2 separate regions of the Rattus norvegicus genome follow, and region 2 is linked to region 1. The links are chromatin contacts, called in public Hi-C maps. All regions are on one chromosome and are shown on one strand. The core of a region is the stretch at or near the end of the contact, and the rest is flanking DNA. Distances in the headings are between cores, read along the strand shown. Region 1 overlaps Fbxo47 (F-box protein 47). Region 2 holds the start of Fbxo47 (F-box protein 47).

Region 1 (3,908 bases), core at 796-3,295:
AAGGACTCTTAACAGCTGAGCCATCTCTCCAGCCCCTCTCTTTCTGGAAGATAGAATCTCATGTAGCCAAGGCTGGCCTTGAACACCTGATCCTTCGTCTCTTTTCCCAAGTGCTGGCATTATAGGCATGTGCTACCATACTCTGCCACCATACTTGGCTTTTCTTCTTAAAAATAGCAATTGGACAAAATATTATTACAAGAAATTATTCATTTTTTCCTTGTTTATTTTTAACCTAAAAAAGAAAATCAATGCAGAACAATTATGATGGAGTCTTCAAGGAAATAATAGATACCACAGATTTGGGGTCAAATCTACTCTAACCTAAGATACAGTTTTTTTCAACCTTAACTGGACAAGGAAATAACAACTTTGGGTTTTTTTTGTTTTTTTGGGTTTTTTTTTTGTTTGTTTGTTTGTTTTTGTTTTTTAGGATAAAGGAATGTTTAAAAACTCTTAAAACGTTTTCAGACCCTTCCATTGGGGATAATTTTTTCTCCTAAATTAATACTGCCATTTTGTCCCAGTGCTTTATAGGTGGGCACAAAGAATGAAGACTTCACAACCATGCGCCTCTAGTCAACTAAGGAGCTGGGAATAAGTGGGAAAAGCAGGGAAGAAATGATAAATCTCAAAGAATTCAAATAACAGGATTTTGGGGGTGGAGTGGTTTGAAGATCAAGGGAAACCACATATCCTCAGCCTGTACAAACTGTAAACTACTGATCAGAGTTTGCCCTTGAGTTTACAAGGGAAAACAGGAAGGGAAGAACATCTTAGGATCGTGTGCAGTTGCCTTTAGGTGGAAGGAAAGGCTGCCCGTGTGAATGCCTGGGCACTCTCAACTCTGGCTTCACTGTTCCAACCTTCCATTTCACAATACACCCTGTCTACAGCTCAATCGCACGCATCCTGATGTCCCCAAGAGTGCCCCTGCCTCACAGAATGCCGGCTTGCCAAGGGTCAGCCACATCTGGATACACTGGAAGAAGTCAGTTGGGCCTCAGGATTGCTGTCGTTGGTAAGGGGCCTCTTGCTGGACCCCGCACAGGAGCTGTGGGAAACCCAAAAACAGAATGGTCAGCTGGGAACTGCAGGAGGGGCACTAGCAAGAGCTCTGAGAACCAACATCCCATCCCTCTACACCAAACTGTGCCCACACGACTAGGGAAAAGTGGGCACCTCCCCCACCCCTTACCCCAAGTAAGTGTCATTTGCTGTTTTTTCTCAAGTGGGAGTTAATCGCGAGTGAATTAATGAATGCAGTCGTGCCTGCTGCAGTGAATTAATGAATGCAGTCGTGCCTGCTGCAGTGAATGAATGAGTACAGTTGCCTTGCCCACACAGAAGGATGTACTGTAGTCGTTGCCAGGAGAGAATGGACAACTTGGTTTTGCATCTACCTGGAAGAGGAAATTAGGAAATGATTGTCCCCACCCCACCCCAGTACATCTTTCCATCCCTCCCCCTCCCACCTAAAACCTAGTACATTTTACTTTTATTTATTTATTTTTTATTTATAGCGAAGTTTATTTTTAATTTTAAGAAATCACATTTTAAATCAATTCCAAAGGAAGCTGACCTTTCTTTTCTTACTCTTCTCAGATTGAACCAAGAAATGCTACGTCAATGTGTATGACAAATAGATACAAAACCAAGCTTTTATTTATTTATTTATTTATTTATTTATTTATTTAATCAATACCCGAATAATGACCAGAAGCCAAAATCCACCGGTGCGTCCGCAAGCAGGGTGCTCGGCCTTTCAGCTCCATCCTTCCCCTCGCAGCCCCTGCGGCTCCAGGCCACTAGAGCAGGTAAATTATGTAGGACAGAACCACCAGGCCTATGATGGCAAAGAACATGAGGATGAAGATATCCAGCATGGCTCAGTACTAAGCAGAGGAGCCCCCTAGATTCCCGGGAAGTGGGAACTGCAAGTGTGGAGATCGGTCAGCGCGGAGAAATGGCTCCTACTCCCTCCCGCTTCCTGTTCCCTCCCCCTCCCAGGGACCCGAGGCTAAGGGATGCTGCAACTCCATCAGCAGCTTACTCTCCACCTCCACCATCACAGCCAGCCAATCACAAAGCCCACGGTGGGTAACCAGGGAACAGCTACTTTTAGACAGGCAAAACCGGAGAGGTTCAATTTCTTCCCAGGAAGGCAGCCCCGCCCCTTCGTGTGGAAACGCTCTCTCTATTTAGATACAGTTTCTGCACTGAGTGGGGTGCTCCGGAAGGTGTGAGCGGAGGATCTCTACAGACCCCTTAGGAATGGATTCTTCTGCCTGCCTTCTTCCTGCTTCCTCTCACACATTTCTGGCAATCTAACTCAGAAAACTAATTGTTACCAGTTTTGTGGGCCATTGGTTAATTCACAGAACATGGAAGAAAGTCTCACGGGCGTCTTGGGCGGGGGTGGGGGGGGGCGCTGCGACCCTGGGCATGGACGTGAGTTTTTCCACTGTGCCAGGTATGGCGCACGTAGGGTCATTTCAACTGGTGCAAAGTCTTTTACAGCCTGAACTCAAGAGCTTGCCTGATAAATTTTACATCTTGTCAACAGGGGCAGGAGTCAAAGCGATGTTCTCACATTCCTAAATGCATACTCTCTCTTGGAGCCCACCCCACACTGGCTTGCCTTGTTGGTCTGGGAGATCCTCGGAGCCTAAGCTTAATTGTGTCACCTGAGGTCTCCTGCTACCCCATGTGCTGCTGCTGCCCCCAATTGTTTTCTCTGGATCTTCTGAATTTACCCAGTGACATCCTCAGAGAAAGCAGCAAGAAGCCCACACACCCCACTCCTGGGTAATGTCTGGAAATGCAAATCCAAGTGGGATTTTGGGTTTTTTGTTTGTTTTGTATTATTGCTATTATTATTATTAATTATTGGGTTTTTTTTGTCTTGAGATAGTCTCAAGTAGCCCAGGCTAGCCCTTGACTTCTGCCTCTACCTCTCAGCCTCCTGAGCATTGCCGTTACAGCCAGCTTTCACGTGGTTTCTTCTGAGGGAATGGGGTCTTACTAAAACTCAGTGACAGGGTTCAAAGGGTAAGGATGCCTTACATCAAATCTGAGGACCTGAGTTCAATCCCTGGGGCCCGCAGTGTGAAGAGGACTCCTGTAAGTTGTCCTGTGATGTCCACACATGCCCTCTGGTGTACACACAGGCACATAAACCCACACCCCACAGTGGTGTATTTTTTTTTTTTTTTTTTGGTTCTTTTTTTTGGAGCTGGGGACCGAACCCAGGGCCTTGCGCTTCCTAGGTAAGCGCTCTACCACTGAGCTAAATCCCCAGCCCCACCACAGTGGTGTATTTTGATGCTTTCTGCTGTGTGTTGTACACTGACAGTTACTAAAATGTAAAGGATTTCTGTAGGCCAATTTCTAAGGTCTGGTCCTTAGCCTCACCCCGAATATTTTCTTTTAAGGGCCCAGGCCTCCAGATATTAGTAACCCCCTTTCTAACCGAAACTTAGGCCACTCTCAAGAGGGGAGACTTCCTGAGCAGGCAGTCCAGCAGACAAGGCTACACGGGGCCACAGGCTCTGCTGCTGCTATTGGGAACTCTAAGCTGCCATCTCTGTCCTCTGCCTGGGACATTCCCCACACGCAGTTCATTCAGCCAAGCCCTCGCCTCACCTGCTGTTCCCTGAGGCCAGAGAATGCTTCCATGTGAAACCCAGGTAGAAAATGTCCCTTTCTATGACGCCTCTGGCCAGGTGGCTGCCAACCAGGAGTCAGGGTCCAGGAATGCTGTATTGCTTACCACAGGTGCCTCCCTAGAGCCACTGAGCAGACGCTGCAGTGTTTGCAATCAAGCTGGCTGGGGACCGGCCATCACAGGACCGAGAAATGGAAGGAGTGGGAGGACTGCCTCCCGTTGCCTGCCAGACGGCCTGTGG
Region 2 (4,292 bases), core at 820-3,319, 42 kb before region 1:
AAGTCCATTCCCTTATCCATTGTCAGCTACTTCCTCTTGAGGCTGACTACTAAGGTCCAGCTATCAAAAGTCCCCTTTGGCTCACCTAGTTAACATGCCCAATTAAAACTAAACACCTCGGGGGGCTGGGGATTTAGCTCAGTGGTAGAGCGCTTACCTAGGAAGTGCAAGGCCTTGGGTTCGGTCCCCAGCTCCGGGAAAAAAAAAACAACAAAAAACAAAAAACTAAACACCTCATCCTAACACAGGGTTTCCCCTTTTCCCTTTATAACCTTCCATTTTCTTATGGCCATGTCTGTCTCCTCTCTACCCAGAGGCAGCCCTTTGTTGTCCCCCACGCCCCCACCACACAAATATCCCTTCCCCCTTCCCATGTTTCTTTCCCCTTTTCCCTCCTCCTCTATTTCCTGTCTTTGTCTCTTAGTCCCTGCCCTTTGTCCCTCTGGAGCAAATCAATCTCCTTTGTGCCCAGAACTTGGTTTTGGGGTGTCTTATGCCAAGACTGGTCCCTTCAGGCCTTCTCTCTTTTTTTTAACCTTTTGAGATAGGGCCTTATCAATTTTCTCAGATTGGCCTTGACCTCACCTTGTGTCTTCTAGGAAGGCTGAACTTGGGATCCTCCTGCCTTTGCCTCCCAAGAAGTTAGAATGACGGCTTTTGCACCCAAACCTTCCTTCAGCTAATATTTCATCTGCTGTTCAAATATCAGAATTAAACTAGGGCAATTAGGCGGTACTGAAGTATCTGTCCTTTAGTAAATGAGAGATATGAGAGAGTCATCTCAAGTTTACAGCGCCACTTGTGGAAGAAAGTATGGCTACTGAAAAAGTCATGTAGGGTGTGGTTTTGTGTTTTTGGTTGGTTGTTTTTTTTTTTTTTTTGTGGGGGTGGGGGGTTGAACCCGGGTCTCACACCTGCCAAGTCCACACTTTCCACTACTGAGCTAACGCTGCCAACATCTAGGCGGTACAGCTTTCCAAAAGAAACCTGGAGGAAGATTTAGAAGAGGGAAGTCAGGAGGACTTTGAGGATGCTAAAGATAGAACCAAGCTCTAGGCAAGCATTCTACCACTAGGCTACTCCAACTCAGGGAAGACAGGGTATTTTGTTATTTACTGTAATTGGTTGGTTTCCTTGTTTTGTTTCTATGCAGATGGGTGTTTTTCCTGAATACATGCCTGTGTACCTGAGGAGTCTAGAAGAGCTGGACTGCAAGAGTCGGTGTCTCGTATACAATGTATCTTTCTCTTTTAAAGCTTTAAGGCCTCCCAGACAACCTGCCCCACTGTAGGCTTCCACACTGAATCAAGGGCTGCATATTGGCTCATGCTTATATTCCCAGCAGCACCCTAATTGTCTCATACAACAGTCAGAGGTCTAGGTCACAGGATCTGTAAATAAGTGAGACTTTAATATTATGGATCTGGGGTCGGGGGGTTTAAAACGTTTTCAAGTAGCTTAGGCTTAGGTTGTTTTGGTCCTCATGTCTCCATCTTCTCTGTGTGGAGATTTAAGGGAAGCGTCATCACACCCAGCACCCAACAACTTTTAATAAAAAGCTCTCGTGACATATCGTCTTGACCCAGGGGAAGAGTGAAAACTGCCTTAAAACTGAGTGTAGGGCTGGAGAGATGGTTCAGCGGTTAATAGCACTTCTAAAGGTCCTGAGTTCAATTCCCAGCAACCACATGGTGGCTCACAACCATCTCTAATGGGATCTGATGCCCTCTTCCGGTGTGTCTATAGCCAGCAAAAGTGTACTCCTACACATAAAATAAATAAAATCTCAAAACAAAACAAAAGACAACAACAAAAAAAAACAAACCCAAACCCCCAAAAACCTGAGTGTAAAAACCGAAGTGGAGCATGTGACTCCCCCAAGTTTGAGCTCTCCGTTTACAGCCGTAAGAGCCCCGTTTCTTCCGTCCAGCAACTTAGTGCTTAAAACGGTGGTAGCACAGGCTTTATGGGGTTCACTCTGATTAATACTCCTGAAAAGGAGGGCACTGTGGGAGCCTCTTCTTAGTATTCATGAAGGGGCGTGGCCTCCTTGGGGGTGTTTCCTGAGAAGGTTCTGGGTATTCTTAAGCGAAAGACAGAAGAGCCGCGGCTTCTAGCTCTTCGCGAGGGGGGGTGGGGCTTCCCCCCGCGGGGCCTCCTGGGAGTGCTCTGAGCAATTCAAGAGAGGAGGCAAAAGAGCCGAGGCTCCTAGCGTTTCGTCCTTTCCACAGACGGTGAGAGGCTCCTCCCGCAGGGATTCCTGGGAGAGCTCTGAGTAATCGTGAGGGGAGGGGCAGAAAGGTCGAGGCTGCTTGATATTCATGAGGAGGCGGAGCCTCCACCCGCTGGGGCTCCTGGGAGAATTCTAAAATCTACTTGAGGCGACGGGGGCGCCCGAGAGCTGAAGACACAGCTTCGGGGCGGAGCGGAGGTAGCGAAGCAGTATCCTCCCCCATTTTCTGGCGGGAAAAGCCTGAGGCGATTTTTATTTTTAAGTATTATGAAATCTGAGGAGGGTGGGACAAGACGACTAAATCCCACTTTCCTGTGATACTGTAGCCGGAAAACTGTCGAAACCTGTGGTAAAAAAGTGTTTTATCTCCCCCAGTACTTCCTGGTAGAAATAACTCCGTGTTTTTCAGCACCTCCTATTTGATTTTTATGTGGGCCAATTTCTGCTATGGTTCCTTAGGTGACCCCTTTAGAGGTGTTTAGGGCTGACAAAGGGACGTTAAAACAAAGCCGGGTGACTTGCTGGGGTTTTTCTCCCCGCCGGAAGAGGGTGTGGGGGCAGAGACGAAGTCGGGGCCCTAGACCCTCCCCCTTTCTCTAGGTGCGTGGGCGGAGGTAGTCCCCGCCTGTTTCCCGGCTCTTCGAAGGCCGAGGCAGGACGTTCAGGAGTTCCACCCCAGCGATCCAAAAGAGAAAAAAAGTATCCTATAGTCATTTGGCTTGTGAACTCCATACCCTTCAGGCTAAGAGGAAAGCGGAAAGAGTTTGGTAGGCTATAGTTACTATTTCCAAAACAAATGCCCTCCTCCACCCCTAAAGTAGGTCTTAGTGAGGAAAATGAGACTTAAATTGTTTTAGTTTGGGTTTTTGTTGATGTTGGGGTTTGTGTGTTTTGTTTTGTTTTGTTTTGTTTTGTTAGTTTGTTTGCAAGACAGTGTTTCTTTGTGCGCTCCCCGGCTCTCCTGAGACTCGCACTGTGAGACTCACTGGGTAGACCAGGCTGGCCTGAACTCAAGAGATCAGCCTGCCTTTGTCTCCCTAGTGCTGGAACCAAAGGTGTTCGCCATCACCGCCCACAAATTTTGAAATAACTGGGACCAGTTATTTTTTTTTAGTCCTCTCAGATTTAAGTGAAACATTATACACACACGTATGTCTATTCCCTTAGAGGATGATAAAAAAAAACCCTGGGGGGGTTGTAAATGAGTGTTTAAATATCCTACAAACCCCACCCTAGTCTGACTAGGATGGAAGTTTCTGGAAGAAGAGGCACAAACCAGGAACTAGGTCAGATTTGTATTTTATTATAGTAAAAATACCTTTTAAGATTCTGTTAAACATTAAAGTTAAGCATGGCAATGGTATTGCACGCCCTTAATCCAAGCACTTAGAAGGCAGTGGCAGGTGGATCTGTGTGAGTTCGAGGCCAGCCTGGTGAGTCCTAGGACAACCAGCATTATTACACAGAGAAAACAAGCAGAAAAGTTAAAATAAAAAACAGTCTTGTTGATTAAGGTAATCAGAATTCTTCCACTGGGAATTACATGCAGATACTAAGATACATATTCTTGTAGGAATACGTTTATTGGCATAGAATTAAATTGTAACAAGATTACAAAATAGTATGAATACGTTTTTGTCAAAAAAAAATACATAAGGTGGTTCCTACTTAATCTTCCTTGTGCTGCACATGGACCAAGGCCGTCAAAAAAATAAATAAATAAATACATAAATACAATTTTCACAGTAATATAAACAAAACGCGTAAGTGAATTTAGTTTTCTTTCATTTAGCTGTGTTCTGTAAAATTTGACATATTGTGTAAATGTAATCACTTTTGCAATTACTAATCTAAAATGTCACTGCTGAATGCACGGCTATAGTCATTTTGTTGGGTTGCTTTTGTTCTGGTTTTTGAGACAGGATTTCTCTGGGTTGTCCTAGCTGTCTTGAAAGTAGCTTTGTAGATCAGGCTGGCCTCAGACCCAGAGATCTGCCTGCCTCTGCCTCCCACCACCACCCTGCTTTACAATTATGATCTTGATGGAGGTCCAGATTAT

What was found. A called contact is a pair of places that touch in the nucleus more often than the background predicts.
Region 2: a Hi-C map of the A7r5 cell line shows a contact between it and region 1, with 1.8 times the contacts expected there. The contact joins the promoter of Fbxo47 here to the enhancer-like site in region 1. A contact is called at or near these places in 2 of 12 Hi-C or Micro-C datasets (the A7r5 cell line and frontal cortex).

The regions. Positions count from the first base shown.
Region 1 is chr10:83,332,503-83,336,410 of GRCr8, reverse strand. It overlaps Fbxo47 (F-box protein 47), which reads left to right. Exons shown (of 11, transcript XM_063270147.1): 11 at 1-3,908. Among named protein-coding and RNA genes, the nearest start is that of Fbxo47, 42 kb to the left of the region's middle. Within about 2 kb of position 2,045, at least 52 of the 93 cell types and tissues checked have an H3K27ac peak or open chromatin away from gene starts, as enhancers often do.
Region 2 is chr10:83,374,446-83,378,737 of GRCr8, reverse strand. Fbxo47 (F-box protein 47) reads left to right here and starts at 2,069. Exons shown (of 11, transcript XM_063270147.1): 1 at 2,069-2,234.